Linked DNA regions of Mus musculus: region 1 is linked to region 2. The links are chromatin contacts, called in public HiChIP or PLAC-seq maps. All regions are on one chromosome and are shown on one strand. The core of a region is the stretch at or near the end of the contact, and the rest is flanking DNA. Distances in the headings are between cores, read along the strand shown.

Region 1 (4,375 bases), core at 266-2,765, 380 kb after region 2:
TGCCTGGATCTCGCAGGACTGGGATCGTCTGTTGACTTTCAATGCTTTGGATGTTAGAATTGTTACATTCCCTCTTCCACACACACTTCATGGTAATAGAACAGAACTTATTCAGATTTCCCTAGTAAGCTCCCAACATAGCATATTGCCAGAAGGTACTAGGACACTGTAGAATCAAAGAGCTCATCTTCCGTAAGATGTACTTACTCTGGGCCACTGTATTGCATGTAGTCCTCCAGCATCAGCCAGGACCTGCCACCTATCTCTCTCCAGAGGTTCAAACACAGTGCCCATAGACTACACAACGCACTTCAGTGGTGTCAGAGCAGACTGCTGACCATAAAGCACCTATGAACTATTTTCCATTAATACCACAGCATTGTGTTAGAGAGGTAACACAAGTAGACATCTCCACTTGAACAAACTTTGTTACGCCTTCCCCATAAGTTGGTACCTTATGGTAAATTCTGTTCCATGGTAACTCCCTATAGGTAATTTGCCCAGCACTACTTGGGATTTCCTGACAACATGGGATTTCAAATTCCCCACGGTTAAATTAAGTTTGGCACACTGAAACTTAACTTATTATACAAACAAACTGCAACCAAGTTCGATGCTTAGTTATTTGTTTACTTATTTCTCTATTATTTTTTCTGCCATCTGTAAATACTGTCTGCTCTTGGTTTCTGGGTTACGCCCTCTGACCTTACTGATAACAGGTCTACTTAATTAATGAATCACTTTTTGCTTCAATAACTAAGTTTAATTTGTGCAGTTTTTGGTTTTTCAAACACCACCGGGAACTAGAACCACATATCCCTCTACCAGCTGTGGATCTCAACAGTGGGAGAAGGTAGATAACTCCTTGAGCACTTCATTCAGACAGGTAGAGAGAATACTATGGTTTGGCTAGATGTCTACTTGATGCCCACATATTTTTAAAAAACTTCATATATAGCTATACCTGGAGGTGATAGAAACATTAAGAGAGGTACTAGGTGGAAGTTTCCCGGTTATCTGTCTGAGTGCTTCGAAGAATCTTCTAGAACCCCGAGCCTTCTACTTGACCTTTTCCCTCAATCTCTAGTCATTATCACGAGCACCTTGCTCTACCATGAACTCCCATCCAGCATCACTGCCTCACTACAATAGGCAATGCCTCACCTCAAAGGCAATGTGGCCAACAGACCACAGGCAGAAACCTTCATAACTGCAAACGAAAATAAGCATTTCCTCTTTACAGGCTCGCTGTCGTAAGGTAAATATTTTGTTTTATAGCAGTTATATAATGATTAACTTTATACTTCAAGTCCGACATACAACTAGGAAACTATGTAACAATGAAAAGAATACACATAGAAACTGTATAATAAAAATAGAAGAAATAGTTGCAGGCATATAAGCTCTCAAGTGCAAAGAGAAAATGAAAGGAAGCAACACCAAAGTCTGTCAACAAGGAATGCCTAGACAGGGCAGGAGGGAAAAGGCTTCGGTAACTCAGGGCTAATGGAGTGAGCTCAGGGCGCCTCCACCATAGACAATGAACTACAGGCAACTGAGGAATGCTGAGAGCAGGACAGAGAGTCCCAAGGCAGTGCAAATAGTAAAATCCCACATACCAGTGGCGTACAGACTGAGTAGGTTGTATTTATATATTTATAGCATCAGGGTGTGTGTGTGTGTGTGTGTGTGTGTGTGTGTGTGTGTCTTTAACAACAATTAAAGGATTAAAGGAAAGAGGCTATGAATTTCAAAGGAAGTGTATATAGGATGGGTTAGAGTGAAAAGGGGTAAAAAGAGAAATGATGTAATTATATTAAAATTTCAAAACTAAATTTATTGTTAAAAACTTTCAAGGTTAATGTTCAATGCATATTAAATAAGACAATGAAGTAAACTGGGCCATGCAAAGTTAAAACTTATCTTGTGGAAGACCCGCTTGTTTAGAAGGATGGAAAGACAAGTTGTAAGACATCTCAATACTATACACCTAATAAAGGGGGAAGGAAATTAACTTTCAGAGTTCCGTAGTGAAAAAGCAAGGAATCTAAAGGACAGGAACATAACATACATTTCCCTAGAGAACACAAAGATGAAGAATCAGCACTCACAAACAATGCTACTGTTGGTTAACAGGAAATTCTAATCAAAATCACATTATCATTATACACCTTTCAGAATGTTTAAAATAAATGTGGTGACATATCAACTAATGGAAAGGCACAGAGGAACTAAGCACTCACTTACCACTGAGAATGGCCACTCTAGAGAAATATGACAGATCTATTAATAGTTAACCATGCAGCTACTACACAACACGGAAACTACACTTCTGGGCACTTACTCAGTGGAAATATAGACGTATGCACACAACATTTACAGCAACTCTATTTCTAAAAATTCCAAACTAGAAGAAACAAGCCAGTGTTCACGAAGGGGTAGTTGGTTACACTGCCATATCCCTACCATACATACTCAGCAATAAAAAAATAAAATAAAATAATAAGAAAAAGTGAGATACTGATATGCTAGACAACTGGGAGGATTCTGGATTGATACAGGAAATCTCAAATCACATTCTTTATGTGGTCCTATTCAGACAAAATCGTTGAACTTAAAACATGGGTGTGGAGGAAAAGGAGATGTGAGTCCATGAAAGGAACCACAGTTGCCTATGGTGATGGAACATTTCTGTATCATGAATGTAGGGAAGTTGACACAAACACATATATGGGCTAAAAACTGCCGGACAGGATCAAAAACGTAACCCAGCTTGTCTTGGGATTTCTACTGCTGTGATAAGGTACCATGACAAAATTGACTTAAGAAGGAGGGAGTTCATTTCATATTACACTTACAGGTCACCGTCCATCACTAAGAGAAGTCAGAGCAAGAACTCAAGGAACTGGAGAAGAGGACATGGAGGAGCAAGGTTCCCTGACTTTAATGACACCCAGGACCACAAGCCCAGAGATGACACTGTCCATAATAGGCTGGGCTTGACCTCTTTAATCACAGTCACAAAGATGTGTCGCAGGCTTGCCAACAGGACAGTCTGTTGAGGGCTTTTTTTTTTTTCAGCTAAGGTTTCTTCTTCCCAAATGACTCTAACTTGTACCAAATTAGCATGAAACTAACTAGCACACAGCTCTATGTTCTTCACTAGAAAAATAACTAAAACCTAAAAACCCAACATTTGCAAGTAAAAAAATACAAAAATACATGAATTGGAAAATAGTACTTAGCAGTTAATGCAGCTTTAATACCAGCAGGGACTGGAGAGATGGCTCAGCAGTTACCAGCACAGGCTGCTCTTGTAGGGGATTTGGGTTCCCAACACTCACATGGAGGCTCACAACTGTCTGTAATTACAATCCCAAGGAATTCGATGGCCTCTGTGGCCTCCACAGTAACTGTACACACATGGATCACAGACATAAATGCAAGAAATATACCGATATATATTTTTTAAATTAAAAAAAAAATAGGCAGGCGAATTTCTGAGTTTGAGGCCAGCCTGGTCTACAGAGTGAGTTCCAGGACAGCCAGGGCTATAGAGAAACCCTGTCTCAAAAAACCAAAAAAAAAAAAAAAAAAAAAGATGACGACAACAAACCGCATTGAGATTCCATCTTGCCACAGGCAGACTGGCTATCATAAAGAGAAAAAAAAAACCTGATGAGAAATCAATATGGAGGTTCCTCAAAAAACTAAAAGAGGCCGGACAGTGGTGGCGCACACCTTTAATCCCAGCACTCGGGAGGCAGAGGCAGGTGGATTTCTGAGTTCTAGGCCAGCCTGGTCTACAGAGTGAGTTCCAAGCCAGCCTGGGCTATACAGAGAAACCCTGTCTCAAAAAACAAAAAAAAGAAAAAAACAAAAAAAAAGAAAAGAAAGAAAAAAGAATAGCTTGTTGAAGTTAGTCTTAATGGATATAACTTGATATCCTCATTCAAAAATAAAGTATTATAAGGGCTTGGAAAGATTATCTAGTGATGTAGAGAACACAGTGCCTTCACTGAGGTCTAAGTTTGATTCCTAGCAGCCATGTGTGGCAGCTCACAACCACCTATAACTCCAGCTCCAGGGATCCAATGCCTCTGGTCCCTTAGTTATCCCTGCTTACATGCACTCACACACACATAATTAAAAATAAAACAAATCTTTTAAAAATGGGTATAATAGAAATATATGCTAAGTAACTATTGTGATATTTCCACAATCCTTAAAATGTTCAGATCCAATATTAAGTTTTCAGATACTATTAATGGACTAACTGATGGGCGGTATTCCTAGAATTTTCTAACAATACACATCTCTAATAATGCCTATATGGAGGACCCTTGCCAAACATTTACCACCAGGATTCCACCAG
Region 2 (4,426 bases), core at 1,252-3,751:
GCACAAACCCATGTTTCCTTCAGAATGTGGTATGTAGACCATGTCTCTGATTGAGGACAATCTGTATGTTTGGTGAACCCATCAATGAAACACAGTAGGCCAACCTATCCTGAGAGAGGATGACTTAGGTCTGAAGAGTGAAAACTCTTCCAGGTAAATGCCTTCCACTGCCCCCATACATACCTGAGTTAATGCAGATGCTTCCTGTCTGCCATAATCCCCAGCTTCTGCTGCAACCTCCTCTTCCAATTGCTGCCCTCACAGGTCAGTGCTACGTGACACAGGGTGGGACCCTGCATTGAGGAGTGGCTGGAGCGCTCCTGGAAACGCAAGCAATGGAAACCCAACCCCCACACACATCACCCACACGCACCGCCCAGCATAGTGAAGAGCCTCTAATAAAGCCCTTCCGTGCCACCCCAGCCCACATTCATCATCCTTTCCTCAGATGTTCTGGAGCTTCGGTGTTTCCAACCCCTTTGGGCTTATCAAGGGCTGATTTAGAATATTTCAACATTTCCATTTAAATGTTCCAAGTTCACTTAAGTCAATGACCCACGATAATGATCTATTGCATATCCTAGAGCAAAAAGCATCATAGCAACAAGTTATGCATAGTAATGAGACCAGCAAATCCCCACAGTCTGAAATGTGTTCCTCTACCTGCTGAAGTGACAGGGAAAAATGCTAGTCCCAGTAGTCACTTTTTAGGCCTAGGAATGTGATTTTTAGATCATACCCACTTTGGACTGTTTGATCACCTCTAGACAAGCCAAATGGAACTGTCTTTACTCTGTGGTTACTGAATTTGGTTTTTGCTTTTGGATAGCTTGCTTCTATCAGTATCTTGAGAATTCTGTCTTTGAGAGAGCTATGAAGGCACAAGTATTTTTATCACAGAAGAGACTGGAGAATTTCTTGTGACGAAAACAGCACCATCCTTTCTGTTCTTCTTCATTCCTGGCTCTACTTTTCTCTCTTCTGCCCTGTGCCTCGGCGGCAGTCAGCACCACTGACACAGATGCCTGTGGCTGACAGTCTCTTTCCACATCACCTCTACCCTCACAGGACAGGAAAAAGCAAGGAGCAACAAGGCCTCAGGGCACAGTGACTACAGGTTATCTTGGACCCAGTCTCAGGCGTAGTAGAAGAACCTACTGTGCTTTGGAAAAACAGCATGGAAGAGCAGGGAATAGAGTGCAAAAGAGGTCTTTCGTACTAAGGTGAAGTCCCCGGGGGTTTGGCAAAGAAAGCCATCATGGTATAGACATCAGGCCCTGTAGATGAAGAATAAACCCAGCAATTCTCTACAGGTAAAAGGGGGAGGTAGGGTCAGAACAGCAGGGACAGAAAACAAGATTGTTTCCATTTACAAAATAAACAGTATCTAATTAATAGTCTTTGTTTCATATTACACCCACTAGAATAGGGGACAGAAAGAGGGCCCAACTTATTCTTTAAGTGATATGATGGGATGGACAAAAGGCAGGTTTCCAGTTTACCCCAACTAGAAGGAAAAAGAAGTGTGTATATAAAAACAGCATTTGACTTTATATTCCCACAATCAAAATTTCTGGAGACTTCCCTTTTCTGTCATTGCAAGTTACTATAAACACCTCCATATGTATGTCCTTCTACAGGAAAACTATGACTCACAAACATGTATACAAAGTTACATATACATTTGACAACATAAAGTTAAAGACAGATTTAAAAAAATAGGAAAATGCAGAAAATAGAACAGAAACCAAGAGTTTGAAATAGATGTGACAGTCCCCTCAGGAGATGAATTCCAGGAATCTCTGGATATCTTCAGATACTTAAATCCTTCATATAGAACAGTTCATTAATTATATATAACCTACAGCCATCCTTTTAATACTTCAAAATCATCTTCAGATTAGCTGTGATGCTAAATACAACATAAAGGCCTTAAATTGTATAAAATGCAAATTCTTAAGGACTTTCTTGTTTGGTTGTTTTTTGAGATAGCATTTCACTGTGTAGATCAGGCCGACCTCACAGAGATTTGTCTCCTGAATGCTGGGATCAAAGGCATGTGCCATCACGCATGGCCTGCAAATACTTACTACATTATGTCTTTCTGGTAACAGCAGGCAAAACAATCTTTATTTCTTCAGTAGAGACAAATAAGAAGCCTTAAGATACAGAGGGCTGGCCAATCTTCCAACACATCTCTGAAACATAATTACAATGGTGTATTGAATTCTATTTTCCATTCAGACTGAGAATGAGAGTGCTATGAATTTCCTCAGACTAGGTTTGCTGTTTCTTTTAGTGCCTCCCCTAATTTGTCATGAAGATACAATCTTTACAACCCTCGGTTTTAGGAAACCAGAAGTACCATCCTCAAGGCTGGAAGTCAGTGGAGAGTCATGCTTCCCACCTCCAAGCACTTCGAAGCCCAAGCCACTAAAGTTCCAGGACTCATTTCGAGTGGGGATTTCTCTTGTCTTCAGCCTTGAAGATTGTTTGACTTGGAGCTTCCCTCGGAGATTCAAGGGTAACCACTGTGGCCATTTATCGAATAATCATAAGTTGTGTGCTCTAAGGACTAGACTGCTTCTCATACAAAACAAATTCTGACCAAGCGTCTTGGTATGCAGTGAGCAGTAAAAGAAGTGAACCTCAGCCTTTGTGATCAGTAGCACCCCAAATGCCACGAAGATTAAAAGTGAAACAGAACCGTGAGCCAAAGAGAAGACTCTCCCTCTTGCTGCTTATTCACTCGTCTGGACTTGGTTTGGTTTTTTTGTTTTTGTTTTGTTTTGTTTTGTTTTGTATTTTTTAAGCTTTAACCAGAATCACTATTTTCTTTTAAGTTTTTTTTTCCCACTGTGTGTTGATTGCACAAAGCAATGGGTTTCATGCCAGTTCCATCAAATCTCATGTTCTTTGATTATACAGTTCCCTGGTACATCCACTCCCAGATAACACTCCTGTCTCTGGGTTTGGAAGCCGAATTCAACTCTTTCCTTTATGAATCACTCAGTAGTGGGAAACAGACCAAGGCATATGTGCATCTTTCCCAGGACTTATTTCAAGAGCCACAGGCCTCTCCAGACCCAGAGAGCATGGAAGTTAACTTACTTTGCATCCTAGCAGTATTACACAGAAAGATACTATCAATCATAGCTTGCTTTGGAAACTCTAATATTTAGAGGGAACTATCTCCATAGGATCTCTAAACTCTCATGGTACTCTGCACATACCACTGCCACAAAATGTATTGTTCCATTCAGTGTCTGCAGGAATGGGTTCCAGGACCCCTCATGGTAACCAGTATCTGCAGATGCTCAAGGATCTTACATAAAATGGGGTTGGGTTTGGGTAGAATCTATGCACATGCTCCAAAAACACTTGAAACCATCTCTAGATAACCTCTACTACCTAGTAGTATGTAAGCACTAGGCAATGGCCAGCACACTGCATTATTTAGGAAATATTGATGAGAACAAAAATCTGTATGTGTTCAGTATAAATACAGGTTTTGCCAAATGTTTCACCCTTAGTTGGTTAAATCTTCCAGTATGAAGCCCCTGGAAACAAAGAGCCAAATACATAATTTACTCGATTGTTTACCAGTTTCCTCTGTTAGAAACTAAGGCCAGTGGCCTGATTATCTCCCAGAGCCAGTAGAGATAGTAAAACATTGCTTATGATTGAGGTAAAACACCCTTTTCTTTCTCCCTTCTGTCTAACCCATCAACACCTCCTATAGACACAAACAGTGAACAAAATAAATTGATTTAATTTTGGCTAAACTGGTCTTTAAAATGAGAGGTCCATTTAAGAAACACTTGCTAGACCTTTTGCTGACACTATATCAAACTTTTTTATCTCGGAAAGCATCAAACTATAAAAATATACATGTTAAAAGCATCTTTCTTGGGGCTGGAGAGATGGCTCATCAGGTAAGAGCACTGACCGCTCTTTCAGAGGTCCTGATTTCAAATCCCAGCAACCACATGGTAGCTCACAACCATCTGTCATGGGATCTGATGCCCTCTTCTGGTGTGTCTGAAGATAGCTACAGTATACTCATATACATAAAATAAATAAATCTTTTTTTTAAAGAGCATCTTTCTTAAAGAGAATGACTCCAGAAAACCTCCATGTGAGCTGATTTTAATCCAGCTCTGAAGGGTGTGAAGAGATCTCAGCCTGGGACCTAGCTCCACACAGCAAGTGAATTCTCTATAGCAGGCCTATCACTCAATGCCATACCATCCAGGGGAAGCTGGAACTAAAAGATTGCATATGACTTCATAACCTCAAAACTCACTTCACAGATAAAGTCAGTGTGCATGGCAGCAAGTTATCACACTTGTGTCCAAACAGACTTTTGAAAGATGGCTCAGTCAGTGCCCCTGGCCCTTAGTTTGATATTCCTTTACATCACTCC

What was found. HiChIP or PLAC-seq counts read pairs in DNA pulled down with a chosen protein or histone mark.
Region 1: a contact with region 2 is called in a FOXA1 HiChIP or PLAC-seq map of pancreatic cancer cells. The contact joins two enhancer-like sites. A contact is called at or near these places in 1 of 39 promoter capture datasets (embryonic stem cells), 1 of 115 datasets of contacts at active chromatin or transcription factors (pancreatic cancer cells) and 1 of 9 other capture datasets (pancreatic islet).

The regions. Positions count from the first base shown.
Region 1 is chr6:43,635,981-43,640,355 of GRCm38.p6, forward strand. The region is part of intron 2 of Tpk1 (thiamine pyrophosphokinase); the gene reads right to left. Among named protein-coding and RNA genes, the nearest start is that of Tpk1, 28 kb to the right of the region's middle. Within about 2 kb of position 1,516, at least 58 of the 459 cell types and tissues checked have an H3K27ac peak or open chromatin away from gene starts, as enhancers often do. A contact at or near this core is called in pancreatic cancer cells, where this site is marked.
Region 2 is chr6:43,254,385-43,258,810 of GRCm38.p6, forward strand. No RefSeq gene overlaps it. Among named protein-coding and RNA genes, the nearest start is that of Arhgef5, 9.0 kb to the right of the region's middle. Within about 2 kb of position 2,502, at least 21 of the 459 cell types and tissues checked have an H3K27ac peak or open chromatin away from gene starts, as enhancers often do. A contact at or near this core is called in pancreatic cancer cells, where this site is marked.